Linked DNA regions of Zea mays: region 2 is linked to region 1. A link is a contact called in public Hi-C data. All regions are on one chromosome and are shown on one strand. The core of a region is the stretch at or near the end of the contact, and the rest is flanking DNA. Distances in the headings are between cores, read along the strand shown. Region 1 holds the start of LOC100285591 (NAD kinase 1). Region 2 holds the start of LOC100502327 (SART-1 family protein DOT2).

Region 1 (7,161 bases), core at 3,336-5,835:
AAGGGGGAGAGAGTATTACAAAGGGCTTATATTTCACTCAAAGTATCCGTTTTTGGCGACTCATGCCAAAGGGGGAGAAAGTATTAGCCCAAAGCAAAAGGACCACACCACCACCTAATTTTAAAACTAATGATTTTCAAATTGGTATCTCTTTGTGTTCAAAAGGGGGAGAAAGTAGTATTTTCAAAATTGATATCTTAAAACCCTCTTGAACACTAAGAGGAGGATTTCATTAAGAGGGAGTTTTGTTTAGTCAAAGGAAAAGCATTTGAAATAGGGGGAGAAAATTTCAAATCTTGAAAATGCTTTGCAAAATCTTATTCATTTACCTTTGACTATTTGCAAAAGAACCTTGAAAAGGATTTACAAAAGAATTTGCAAAAACAAAACATGTGGTGCAAGTGTGGTCCAAAATGTTAAAAACAAAGAAACAATCCATGCATATCTTGTAAGTATTTATATTGGCTCAATTCCAAGCAACCTTTGCACTTACATTATGCAAACTAGTTCAATTATGCATTTCTATACTTGCTTTGGTTTGTGTTGGCATCAATCACCAAAAAGGGGGAGATTGAAAGGGAATTAGGCTTACACCTAGTTCCTAAATGATTTTGGTGGTTGAATTGCCCAACACAAATAAATGGACTAACTAGTTTGCTCTAGTGTATAAGTTATACAGGTGCCAAAGGTTCACACTTAGCCAATAAAAAGACCAAGTATTGGGTTCAACAAAAGAGCAAAGGGGCAACCGAAGGCACCTCTAGTCTGGCGCACCGGACTGTCCGGTGTGCCACCGAACAGTGTCCGGTGCACCACCGGACAGTGTCCGGTGCACCAGAGGACTCCAAGTCAAACTCGTCACCTTCGGGAAAATCCAGAGGCGCTCCGCTATAATTCACCGGACTGTCCGGTGTACACCGGACAGTGTCCGGTGCTCCAAGGAAGAGCGGCCTCAGGAACTCGCCAGCTTCGGGAATTCACAACGGCTAGTCCGCTATAATTCACCGGACATGTCCGGTGTGCACCGGACTGTCCGGTGTGACAACGCCGCAACGGATATTTCGGCGCCAACGGCTACCTGCAGCGCATTAAATGCGCGCCAGCGCGCGCAGAAGTCAGGCACGCCTATACTGGCGCACCAGACACTATACAGTGCATGTCCGGTGCGCCACCGGACATCCAGGCGGGCCCAGAAGACAGAGCTCCAACGGTCGGAACCCCACGGCTTTGGTGACGTGGCTGGCGCACCGGACATGTCCGGTGTGCACCGGACTGTCCGGTGCACCATGCGACAGACAGCCCCACCAAACGGCTAGTTTGGTGGTTGGGGCTATAAATACCCCCAACCACCCACCATTCATTGCATCCAAGTTTTCCACTTCTCAACCACTTACAAGAGCTAGGCATTCAATTCTAGACACACCCAAGTGATCAAATCCTCTCCAATTCCACACAAGGCTTTAGTGATTAGCGAGAGAGATTTGCTGTGTTCTTTTGAGCTCTTGCGCTTGGATTGCTTCTTTTCTTTCTCACTTGTTCTTGTGATCAAAACTCAATTGTAACCAAGGCAAGAGGCACCAATTGTGTGGTGGCCCTTGCGGGGAAGTTTTGTTCCCGTTTGAATGAGAAGAAGAAAGCTCACTCGGTCCGAGGGATCGTTTGAGAGAGGGAAAGGGTTGAAAGAGACCCGGTCTTTGTGACCACCTCAACGGGGAGTAGGTTTGCAAGAACTGAACCTCGGTAAAACAAATCCTTGTGTCTCACCGCTCCATTCGCTTGCGAATTGTTTTGCGCCCTCTCTCTTGGACTCATTATTATTTCTAACGCTAACCCGGCTTGTAGTTGTGATTAATCTTGCAAATTTCAGTTTCGCCCTATTCACCCCCCTCTAGGCGACTATCAGAGAGAAACAGAGAAATGAGAAGGGAAGCTGAGGCGCATGGTTCTTAAATCACTTAAGAACGTCGGATAGGGGAGGGTCGATGTCTTATCGCTTTAAAAACGTCAGCCAGGTGAGGGCAGACAGTCTTAACTTTATGTATGCCGGTCTGGACGTGACCGATGTTCTTAAAGTTAAGACCGCCGGCCGTCGAAACCGACGTTCTTATCCTATTTAAGAACGCTGATGTCGACGTTCTTAAGGCGGTTGATACTTTTTCCTGTTTTTCCTGTAGTATAGATAGTTTGCCTCATTAACCATCCACCTTTTGGGTTTTACAGAGTATATTGCAGTACTCTAGTATTTTTTTTTGTCAAATCTATTTTAGAGAGTAGCTAAATCACTAAATTTGGCTAGTTTTTTTGGTTAATCTCTTGGAGATGCTCTAAGTCTACATGTCATACTTATACTTAATATTCAAATATTCGACGTGACATGAATTAAACTTTACTGGGAAACCAAACACCCCCTTAGTAGATTTTAAATGAGGTGTATGATGCCCACGATCCAAATATTTCTTCACAATTTGTTTGGGCCCTAAATTAATTTTAGTTCAAAAATGAATAGAAATAGAGCTTGATCCTAATTTGATCTGATCCTTAAATTTTAAAATGTAAAATTTAGAGCCAATTGTCACCCCTATGCCCCAATTAAGGCCCCCTTTGGTAGGGCTCTACCTCTGCTAGCTCTAGCTCTGCCTTCTCTAGAAAACAACTATCGGGTTATTTTCAAGAAGAGCTTCAGAAAGAGCATCCTATTTGGTTGGAAACACAACCTCTCGTGCGACGTGGGTTCGATGAAGAGAAAAACATGGGAGAGAAGTTTGTAGAAGCTGAAAGGGAATTAGGCTTACACCTTTTTTCTAATTGATTTTGGTGGTTGAATTGCCCAACACAAATAATTTGACTAACTAGTTTGCTCTAGTCTATAAGTTTTACAGGTGCCAAAGGTTCACAATAAGCCAATAAAAAGACCAAGAAAGGGTTCAAACAAAGAGAGCAAAAGACAACCCAAAGGCACCCTGGTCTGGCGCACCGGACAGTGTCCGGTGCACCAGGGCACTCGACGCTGAACTCGCTACCTTCGGGAAATTCAGAGGGCGCTCCGCTATAATTCACCGGACTGTCCGGTGAAGCACCGGACTGTCCGGTGTGCCAGCGGAGCAACGGCTACTTCGCGCGCAACAGTCGACTGCAACCGCATTCAATGCGCTACAGTGCGCGCCAGAGTCAGAGCACGCGTAGTTGGCGCACCGGACAGCCCAGAGGGCCCACAAGTCAGAGCTCAAACGGTCGAACCCCAACGGTCTGCTGACGTGGCTGGCGCACCGGACAGTGTCGCACCGGACTGTTCGGTGCGCCATGCGACAACAGCCTTCCAACGACCATTTTTTGTGGTTGGGGCTATAAATAGCCCAACCACCCCACATTCAATAGCATCCAAGTTTCCAACCTTCAACACATTACAAGAGCTATAGCATTCAATTCTAGACACCCCAAAGAGATCAAATCCTCCCCCAAGTCCGGAATCACTCCAAATCAAATAGTGACTAGAGAGAGTGACATTTGTGTTCATTTGAGCTCTTGTGCTTGGATCGCTTCTTTTCTTTCTCATTCTTTCTTGTGATCATATTCAATTGTAACCAAGGCAAGAGACACCAATTGTGTGGTGGTCCTTGCGGGAACTTCGTGTTCCGTTTGATTGAGAAGAGAAGCTCACTCGGTCTAAGTGACCGTTTGAGAGAGGGAAAGGGTTGAAAGAGACCTGGTCTTCGTGACCACCTCAACGGGGAGTAGGTTTGCAAAAACCGAACCTCGGTAAAACAAATCATCATGTCTCGCTCTTTATTCGCTCACGATTTGTTTTGCGCCCTCTCTCTCGGACTCGTTTCTATTTCTAACGCTAACCCGGCTTGTAGTTGCGCTTAAGTTTATAAATTTCAGATTCGCCCTATTCATCCCCCTCTAGGCGACTTTCAGAAGCTTTTTTCTAGCTCCTAGCTCTCGTTGATTTTTTTGAAGGAGATCATCTCTCTTTTCTAGAAAGAGCTCATAAAAAACCCCTTTAGTAGATTTTTTTTTCAAAAAGCTCTTAGAGAATCCCAATCAAAAAGAGTCTAAGGACTTGTTTGGCAACAATGTTTCTAAAAAACATGGTTCTACAATACTATATTTTGCAATTGTTAATGACAATACCGTAGTATTTTACTCCAAAAATACCATGGTTTGAGAAACATTGTTTGGATACAACATTGTAAGTCATGGTATTAGACAAAATCTAGCCATCCATGAAAAACTTTGGGTTGGAGCGGAGTTTCCAATACTCCAAAAATACCACATTATCTAGAATACCATGTTTTTGAAAATATAGTTTTCAAGAATATAACCAAACATCTTATGGTATAAAATATTATAGTATTATTTAAAAATATAGTATTGCATAGGAACTGTAAAAATAATTAACTTCCAAAGCCCTAAGTTTCTTTCTCCCATTGTCTCCCCACAAGTTGGAGGGGGGCGGATATAGTTAGATCGATTTAATTAATAATCCCCAAACCGGGGAAAAAAGGAAATGGGAAGCGTGGTGGACCCCGGCAGGAACCAGTGAACCACGAAGGCTCCGCACGCCATGCCGCTCCCTTCCCGGCACGCGTCAGCCGGAACCCGGCCGTCCCACTGCAGCTGGGGCCCACCGGCGAGCACCCGTCGGCGTCAAAGCAGGATCCTAAATAGCCGCGCCGGGGCGGGGCAGAGGTGGTGCTCCTCACACCGGCCTCGGCGCCTCGCACCACAACCACCTCCTACCCCTTCTCTTCTTCTTCTCCCCCCTTGCGAATCGGAGACCAAGTGCAATTGCCCACCCAAGCCCCGGAACCGGGGGCCAAGAGCAGTACAGGGGGTTGGTTTCTGCGACGGCGAGGACGCGAAGCGGATTCGGATCGCGCCGCCATGCCGCTCGACGAGCTCGCCGACAAAGTAAGCGCCTCCTCCCCCTGGGAGTCCGAATTTCGCGAGCTAGTTTGAATTCTGAGATCGACGGAATGCTTGGTTTAGCTGGTTATGGTGAATGCGTGGTTTCCGCGTGGCAGGGGCCGTCGTCCTCCGAGGAAGTTCAGCTCGCGCCGTCGGATTCCAAGTTCCGGAGCCTCAGTCCTTCGCCGATTCCGCTCCCAACTCTTCCGAGCATCAGATCATTGGTCCACTCGGTACGTCCAGACTTGTATAGAATGGCGTTAAGGAATGTGTGCCCGCTTTGGGTTCGTCTCGCTCGTAGTCGTAGTTTTTGTTCTTCGTCGTGCGATTGCGTAATAAGTAACGGCACCCAAGTAACTAACTGGAGTGTCCTTGAGTTTCACGGCTTCTGTTTTTGTCGTACAGGTGTTTTAAGTAACTATATCTTGCAAGCTCCGGCTCGGGGATTTCCTGGACCAGAAATGCCAATGGGCTCGACCTCCTTTCCCCATTTTGTGGGTGAAAGATTTATTCCGGTGTTCCAGTGTATATTTGTTTAAAAAAACGTATCTAGTACAGACATTTGAGTAGTATACGAAACTTGAATTTGTGATTTAATCAGCTAGAAAGTCACACTAATTGCAAATCCGAGTCACACATGAAAATACGAGGCAAAATCGCTTGGTTACCTTACCTGTGGAAAGGCTAACAAATTGCAAGTTTAACATTGCATCATTTTGCAGTTTGAGCCTATTTAAGCTCTGAGTTACATAAATCGATCAGCATTTTTATTGGGTATTGTTTATGGAGTTCAAAAGTTTGGTGGGTTTAAGTCTGAATTTATCTGAAAACCTCACAACACTTTGTCTGTGAATCTAAACTAAGCTGCATATGTCATCATTGGCTTCATTGCAATCTTAAACGGCTGGATATGTTTATTTCTGGTGCAGTTGATACATTCACAATGAAAGGAGAGACATTTTTTTAACAACCATCAGATGCCCTATTGTCCTGCACTCACGCTGACAGACCTGCTTCTATTTCAGGTTTCTGACGAGAGTGTAAATGTAGATGTCGCGGCCTCACATCAAAGTGAAAATGGATCTATCTCTACTGTTAGTTCACTAGAATCAGAGAGGGCAGCATATGAATTTCTTGCTCAAACTCCTGTCAGGTCAACTGATGCACATCTTGTTGAGTTTTCGGAGGCTATGAGAAGTAAGGATAGACATATTTTGTACTTTGAATGAAGCCTAAAATGTACTGCAGAAATACAGACATGTGCAACCTTCCTTTTACTATTAAAATAACAATTGGTATAAATTTATGTGAATTTGAAGCTGTTGCAAAAGCCTTACGACGAGTGGCTGAAGGGAAGGCTGCTGCTCAAGCAGAGGCAGCGGAGTGGAAACGTAAGTATGAATTAGAGACAGCGCACAAGCATCGGAGTAAAATCAAAGGTAAGATATGCATTTGCTATTGATAATTTTACTTTTAGTGAAACAATCTCATAACTTGAGCAATCCATCAACTATCGCTTCAAGTTCATATCTATCTTTTCCATTTGATGGTTTAGTCAGTGAAGCGACCACAAAATTCCAAGCAGGTTGCTACACACGTGCATAGGCCCATGCGACAAGGAGTGTGGTTGGTTTAGCAAACTTTAGGCTCTGGCCCCTGCGATGTTCAACATACTGCTCATAGGCGTGACTTGAGGGTGTGTGGGGCTTATCATAGCACCATTGGATGCAGGGGCGAAGCCAGCATTTAAGATTGAGAGGGACAAATTAGATTGAGGGGGGCTGTTAAGAGGTATTTTACATTATTTATATGGTGATTAGCTAAAAAAATTAGTAGCTTCTATGGAATTTGTAGAAGATTAGGGGGGACATTGCCCCCCTGTGCCCCTCCCTAGAATCGCCCCTGATTGGATGGATCTCAAAATTTAAAATTTGGCACACATATTGCATCATGGAATACTATATTACCGTGTTCAGCATCTATACTCTTTGTGCCTCTTAAGCAACTGGAATTCTATCTTGTGCAGGCTACAGCAGTTGTATCAATAATGACTTAGACAAACTGGTCAGCCAACTAACCCTGGAGACACCTACATCTGATCAATTAGGATGTTGCGGAAAGCATGGTATATGTGCACATGAGATTCTCCAGGACGAAGTTCCTGGGCCTATCCCAAGATCTAATCACAAGGTGGTGGGGAGAAAGGCATCATTTAAACTTTCATGGGGATGTAATGGGGATAAAAATGGA
Region 2 (7,161 bases), core at 2,725-5,224, 330 kb before region 1:
CAAAATTTATATGGAAAAACCTTGATTCAATTGCAGTCCCCACACAAATTCCTCCATCTCTGTGATAACAACCTTATTCTGTTCTGAATCTCCTTCTGTGGCTTCTGTTTCCTCTTGGCTCTTGGTTGCAGTAGCCAGTTCGACTATGGAACGAGGACCAGAAGCTGAAGCCTCTTCCTGCTTCCTTAGGGCCAACTTTCTTGCTTGCTCTAGAGATTTCTGCAGATCTTCATAATCATCACCGAAAACAAGTTCTTCAGCTGGTTTAGCAGGTGCAGTTTTCTCCCCGCGCAATGCTCTTGATGCCTCTTCAGCCTTTGCAATGGCAGTTTGATAACCACTGCTTCTCTTTTCAGCATCAGCCGCTTGTTCTTCCTCCCTAGCAGACTGTCTCTTTCCATCATTCCTCGACCCACGATCAGCGGCCCCCAATCCAGAAGCAATTGCTTCTGCCTCAAGTGCATCCAGATCCAGCTTCTCCTTCTTCCTCAGGGATTTCTTTTTCTTTGGTTTTTTAAATTTAAGCATTTCATCAGGGGTAAAATAGTCTGTTGATATCTTTGTGGTGGAAGTAAGGTCTTCTGTCTTTTTCTGAACATAACCACCTTCAATCCTTTTCCGAAGCTGGCAAAAAAAACATCTATCAGTTCATGTAGTGCACCAGCAGAGTGTACTTGTATCATCCCAAGAAAAAAGGAAAATGCCGCTAGTGAAATATCATGGTCCATAGGTCAAAATATAGATCACCTCTTCCAGCTTCTTTTCTGCTTCACCAGTGAAACGTCCACCTTCATCAAGGGTCACGCCCTGATAAGTTAAAGAGAATACAATTACAAAATATCTCGAAATGCAAGCAAATGAAGCTAAACAGAATGTTTACCTCATCTTCCATTTGGTCATCATAATGTGACAGTATCGACTTTTTTGACGATGAATCATTGTTGAACCTACAAACAACCAATAAAATGTGTATTAGGGGGACAAATCTGAGACATAGCAACAACCAAAAACCATGTTATGTGCATAAGAAAATTACTTGTCATCATAAGTTCCTTTCTTCTTTGAAGCCTTATAAGCTTCATCTCTTTGTTTCTGCTCACCAATCTCAATGTTCTCAAGCATGTCAGCGTCTACAAATTATTGTCTTTTAGAGAAAATGGCCAGATCGATAAAATTTGGGGGTGGGGTGGGGGTGGGGGGTTACCTTCATTGATATCCCCATTGGCAAGAATACTCTGATCTTTGAGAGTCATGACAACTGCACCACCTTCCAAAACCTTATCAAGGCCATGAAGCACCTTGACACCAGATAAGTGATCTTTTTTTTTTGCAGAACAAAAAACAAAGGCACTTGTAACCATTGTAATTCACAACATATTAAAACAAACAATTGCATCACTCTAGCTGTTAACCAACTATTAACGGTTCCAAGAAAAAAACATATTTGCGACTAAAAAGATTTGTATATCACTACCTCCCACTTGTGTATCTTCCTCTTTATCGTCATCATCGTCATCGCCATTTTCTGCCAAGATATTATCCTGACATCAAACAAATTAAGGTTAGTGGAGGACACAGACCTAATGACAGTATATCCAAAAACAATTGGCAATAATTACCTGTTCTTCCAGTGCTCGTGCAAGACGTAATGCTTTCTCCTTTTCAGCTTGTCTTTTTTCATCAAGTTTACGACTCTTTCCCACCCAAGACAGTATCTCAGAAGCCCCGTCATTACCATCCAGTATCCCTCCTTCCTTTTTCTCCTTCAATCTTTCCTCCTTTGCCCTACAGGAAGTGGAACCAAATCATGATATACTAGCCGTACTTTGTTGAACAGAAACGCAAATATTACTTGATTCAGGAACCGCATACAAACCTTTAACAGATATTCCATCCATATTTAAATACATGGCATTTAAGGCTAATTAGTTGTAGCATGTCACCACTACCAAAGGTTTATGTTCCCTAAAGTATTAAGCCCTGCAAGATGTTCCTTGAATTTGCATGTTTTCAATGCTTTACGATAAAGATTTCCAATGTTCTTTAGTGTAGAGGTTTATCTGTTCATACTTCAAAATCAGTAAGGCATTATTTTCCAAGGTGTTCTAACCTGGGAAGTGGGAACCTTAGGAAACGTTCAAAGTTGTACAGGTTTACAACGACACAAGACTGGTTGCAACCAAAATGCATTTCATATGCGCATTAAATGTGCTGGAGACAGCCATCAGCCACAACTTTGCCTGACTATGCATATGAACGCAACAAGTAAAATAAATCATACAAAATTTAGCTGTAATGCTGTATTTTCAATGTTAGTTGATTATGCATAAATACTGGAGAGAGAGGCCGTTTCCTATGCAATCTGTTAGATTGTGCAAGCGTGCAATTACATTATCTAAGTAATCTAGTGCAAATCTAATGGTGACTGATAATTTTGCGTTTAACCCCTCCCACCTCACCCTTCATCTCTTTAATCCTTGCTGGGTTAAACGTAAAATTAGCAGTCACCATTAGATATGAATTAGATGGCTTAGATTATGTAATTGCACGCTTGCACAACTTAGCAGATTGCACAGGATACGGCCTCATGCGCGCATGCTTCGCGTGCGTGCGTGCGTGTGTGTGTGTCTGTTTGTCTATCATTCAGAAAGCTGAGGCAAATGACAACATACAGTTCCTCAACATACTATCGAAACATATGAGGAAGAAAAGACCAAGTAGTTACCTTGCAATGCGCTCTCTGAGCTCATCTGCTGCGGGCTGCTCAGCATCCCCTGAGGCATCAACTCTCTGCTTCTGAACCCCCTTGTCGCCCTTGGATAAATCTGCTTCGTCTTCTCCACGACCCTTCACCCTTGACTTCTCGTGATCCCTATCCTCCCTCTGCGTCCTATCCTTGTCCTTGTCTCTATTGCGGCTTCTCTCCTTATCCCTGTCCCTCCGCTCCCTTTCCTTATCACGCTCTGCTTCTTTATCCCGGTCTTTGCTACGGTCCTTGTCACGCTGCCGATCTGGTTCCCGCTCCCGATCTTTGCCCCGGTCACGGTCACGGTTACGTTCACGCTCTGGCTCCTTATCCCGGTCTCTGTACTTGCTATCCTTATCCCTGTCTCTCTCCCTATCTCTATCCCTATCCCTATGCTTGCCATCATCCTTGTCCCTTCTCCGGTCGTCCTTCTCTTTCTCCCTGTCCCTTCTTCCACTGCCATTGTGATCCTTCTCCTCCCTCCTATGCCTCTCCCTCCTCTCCTTATCCCGGTGCCGCTCAATGCCGTCCAGCTCCATCTCGTCCACCGCAGCAGCAGACGACATGCGTGACCCAGTAACTTTTGCAAAAACAAACGAAATTATAAGACATGTTGCCTATATAAACTTGTAATTAGGCAGATACAAATACACATACCCAAAAGTTAGGGTTCTGGTGCTCGGTTTCGTACCTAAATAGATTAAGCTAGGGTTCTGGTGCTCGGTTTCGTACCTAAATAGATTAAGCTAGGGTTCGGGTGCTCGGTTTCGCGCGGCAGGAAGTGAAGAGGTCAAGCGGAGGGGTTACCTGGTGCGTGCTGGTCGCCGGCGAAGGGCACAACGAAGACCTGGCGAATAAACCGACGAGTCTAGACCCGAGCACGTGGCGAGCGGCGGCGGCAGTGGAGGAGCAGAATTTCCAACTTGAGTATTCCAACTTCCACGTCAAAAAAAATCCAATCCCACCTCCCCCTACAGCCTGCTCAGCGGTGCGCCCGCGCCCACCGCGCCGAGGTCGCGCCCTGCGCCCCTGCCGCCGCAACTGTCCGCTCGTGCGCGCGGCACGCTGGCCACGGATGCCTTGCGCCCAGCCGCCTGCAGCCGTTAGGGTTAGGCGTTTGGCAGCTCCCCTCCCGCTGGCCGCCACCGCCGACGCCGGCTAGGGTTAGCGCTGCAGCCTCCAGCCTCGTGTCTCCGTGAACGTTCGAAGCAGAGATGAGCAGAGTGTGAGGGGCGCCTGGGACCTGGGCAGGATTGGGTGGCCGCGTGTTCTGGCCAAACGGCCCAAGACGCCTAGTGGGCCGTCCTGCGGGTTTGGGATTTCGAAAGATTTTTTTTCTCTGTTTTGGGCTAAATTGAGTAACTATGAGTTAATAGTTAGTGACTAAAATTAGTTGAGTCATTCAAACACCCTATTAATAGTTTAGCTATCGGCTATTTTTAGTAATTAATTAATAGTTAGATAGCTATTTATTAGTTAGCTAATTCCACTAATAATTTTTAGCCAACTAACTATTAGTTTTAGTACATTCAAACACCCCTATATAATCCAATTTAAAACACACCAACCAAATCACCCCACACTCACTTAAATCAAATTAACAATATTATTTGGAATATTGGGTCATTCCTAATTCATCATCCCTCCCCTTCTCCCGTGCCCCCTCACTCACAGCCTCCTCGCATCCCCCTCAAACGTGACGCCGCCACCGTCAACCGACTCAACCACTACCCTCACGTCGCTGCCACCGTCAATCCCTCTCTGTGGGATCTTAGCGTTATCACGAGGTATATGCTAGTACATATAGGTGTACGAATAAAATTAGGTATTTTCTATAATAGCTTTATATTTGGCCCCTTTAGCGTGGACCTAGGGATGGCGGTGGGTACTGGTATAGGTAAATAACCATCTTTATATCATCTAATATCTACTATATTAAAGCATCAGTTTGTCTAATTCCATGGTTTTTATCGTGGTTGTGCCCCCACATTTATTTAAATTACAAAGACGCTAAAATTATGTATAAATGGGGATTCGAACCATGGTTGTTAGCTCTAAACCCACGTTTAAACTAATTGTGCACAAATTGTTGTTTGAACCTTGGTTGTTTGCTCCATATTCACACCCACCTACCAATAGAACACATATTTTTGTGTCTCGTTAAAATAGTCTACTCGTATGATATATAGAAATAGTGGCAATGCACGAGCAACTAACTAGTGGGTAATTATGTGTCACACATTGATATGATAGAATTTCTTACCCCATAGGTACGAGTATGGGTATAATGTAGTATCCACGGGTAAATTTCTCGAGAGAATGGATATGTACTATCCATACCTACCACCTGATGGGTATCTGACATGTGGGTCATCTAGATAGTTTAGGCATTCCAAATTCCTATTCGAAGATTCAACCCTAACCTGCCTATAGGCTATGGATGAGAGCCCAAGCAAACCCTCATGCGATCGCCCCCATCTTCCACCATGTGTCGCCATCCTCCATGTTGTGTCCAGTGCCCCCATCCTCCATGCTGCACCGGGCCCATCCTTCATTGTTGTGTCCCCATCCTTCTGAGTCCCGTTGTACCACGCGCCCATCCTCAATATTACATAGTGTGCCCCATCTGTCGTACACTGAAACCACCATCGCCTTGTTGTCGCCTCCTAGAAGTTTGGCAACAATTGAAACCTTCTTCTATCATAGACTGACTCCAGTGGGTAACTGGTATCCGTCGGGTAGTGGATACCTGATGGGCATGGGTATGGGTTGGGTTTTATCTCGCGGGTATGGATTCGTGAACCATACACCATGTACTACCCACCTAACTACCATCCCTATGTGGCCCATGGAAGGGATAAGGAAAGGTAGGCGATGAATGTAGCATGCGGAGACTTATAAACACATCGGGTTGACGTGGAGGCGAACGTAGAGCAGGAACTAGTGTTGCGTAACTTTCTCCTTATTCTATTTCAAAATAATTAAAGCTTTAATTTTATATCACAATTTCTAAAAAATATTTATAGGTACCTATCGCCCCATGGGGGCGGAAGAGACCTAAATATAATTTGGAGTGGTCCTCGTCGCTCTAAAAATGTGTGTTAGGACACCTAGCGCTTGGTGGTAGGGCGGCATGGCCCTACCGCTCGGTGGGGCCAAGTGAAAGGGAAATGGGCTAGATAGCCATTTCTACCTATTTTGGTGATTAAGTATCCAACACATTATCATGGACTAACTTGTTTACTTTGAGTATGAGCGTAGGATCACTTATATGCAATTTGAAGGTGTTAAGTCCAAAAGAGAAAAAGAGGCTAGAAATGGCAACTTCGGGTAAAATGGTAAAACTAAGAGGTTTGATCACTTAGAGAAGTTGCATATGCCTAATACAATATTTCTATCATTTTGATTTAATATCTTACTCAATTCTATGATAAAAGTGCTTTCTGGGCTTGTTTTGAGCTAAACTGCAAATCCTAGTGGAAACATATGGAAGAGGTCAGTTCCCTAGACTTAGTTCATTTGTTTATGTGCTAATGGTATTTGTCTAAGTCATGGAAAAGCTCCCAAGAATGTTCAAAGAGGGTTGAAGAAGTTAGACTCAAAAGAGCCTTACTTGATGGTTCTAGGCCTCACCAGACCAGTCCGGTGGTGCACCGGACCGGGTATGCAAAAGACCTAGAACTCAGGCTTTGAGCGACCTGGCGCACCGGACCGCCTGTATGGCTGAACAGTCAAGCCTTGGGTTTTTATTTATAAAAATCACCGAACCTTGAACAGTAGTCGGTTGAGTGGTGCACTGAACCGCCTGTAACGGCTACTTCATGCGGGTGTGTGCTGGCCAACGATTAGCTGATGGGGCACCCGGTCTGAAGGTGCACCGGACTAGTACAATGCTCGTCAGTTATGTAAGGGCCCCAGTTAGATCCTGGAGAAGGAGCGACTATTCACGGTCTAGTGCCCTCAAGCAGAACTAATTTTCAACTACTTTTACATGGAAGGAGCAATGGCTAGGGACCGACCATGGGTTATTAAAGGGACCCCTTGGTCCACTCCTTTTGCACCCAAGCACCCTAATAACAATATATTATATCCCATACTCTACAACAACATGTTTGTGACATTCTAGTGAGATCCAGCTATCGTTCTGAGCTATTTTTGTCTTTCTTTGAGAGTGTTGTGTTGTGATCTCCATTCTTGCATTGTGTTGCTATGTGTTTGCTCTTATGTGTGATAATAATCCTCCTCTTGTTACTGAGTTGTAACTCTATTAAACTGTGTACGGCTGCAAGAGACTCCAACTTGTGGAGATTCATAGCGAGGGGATTGATATTGTGATAAGAAATACCGTGGCACTCAAGTTGATCATAGGATCGCTTGAAAGGGGTTGAGTGCAACCCTTCAGCCTATTCATTGCG

The links. Hi-C and Micro-C count contacts between places; a contact is called where the count stands out from the background.
Region 2: a Hi-C map of ear shows a contact between it and region 1, with 3 times the contacts expected there. The contact joins the promoter of LOC100502327 here to the promoter of LOC100285591 in region 1. A contact is called at or near these places in 7 of 25 Hi-C or Micro-C datasets (bundle sheath, ear, endosperm and 2 more).

The regions. Positions count from the first base shown.
Region 1 is chr3:149,487,891-149,495,051 of Zm-B73-REFERENCE-NAM-5.0, reverse strand. It overlaps LOC100285591 (NAD kinase 1), which reads left to right and starts at 4,585. Exons shown (of 11, transcript NM_001158482.2): 1 at 4,585-4,914; 2 at 5,028-5,144; 3 at 5,937-6,108; 4 at 6,231-6,350; 5 at 6,938-7,161. The coding sequence starts at 4,888.
Region 2 is chr3:149,817,854-149,825,014 of Zm-B73-REFERENCE-NAM-5.0, reverse strand. It overlaps LOC100502327 (SART-1 family protein DOT2), which reads right to left and starts at 3,974. Exons shown (of 13, transcript NM_001323905.1): 1 at 3,554-3,974; 2 at 2,726-3,326; 3 at 1,620-1,785; 4 at 1,475-1,541; 5 at 1,205-1,318; 6 at 1,037-1,130; 7 at 881-947; 8 at 748-807; 9 at 21-624. The coding sequence starts at 3,312.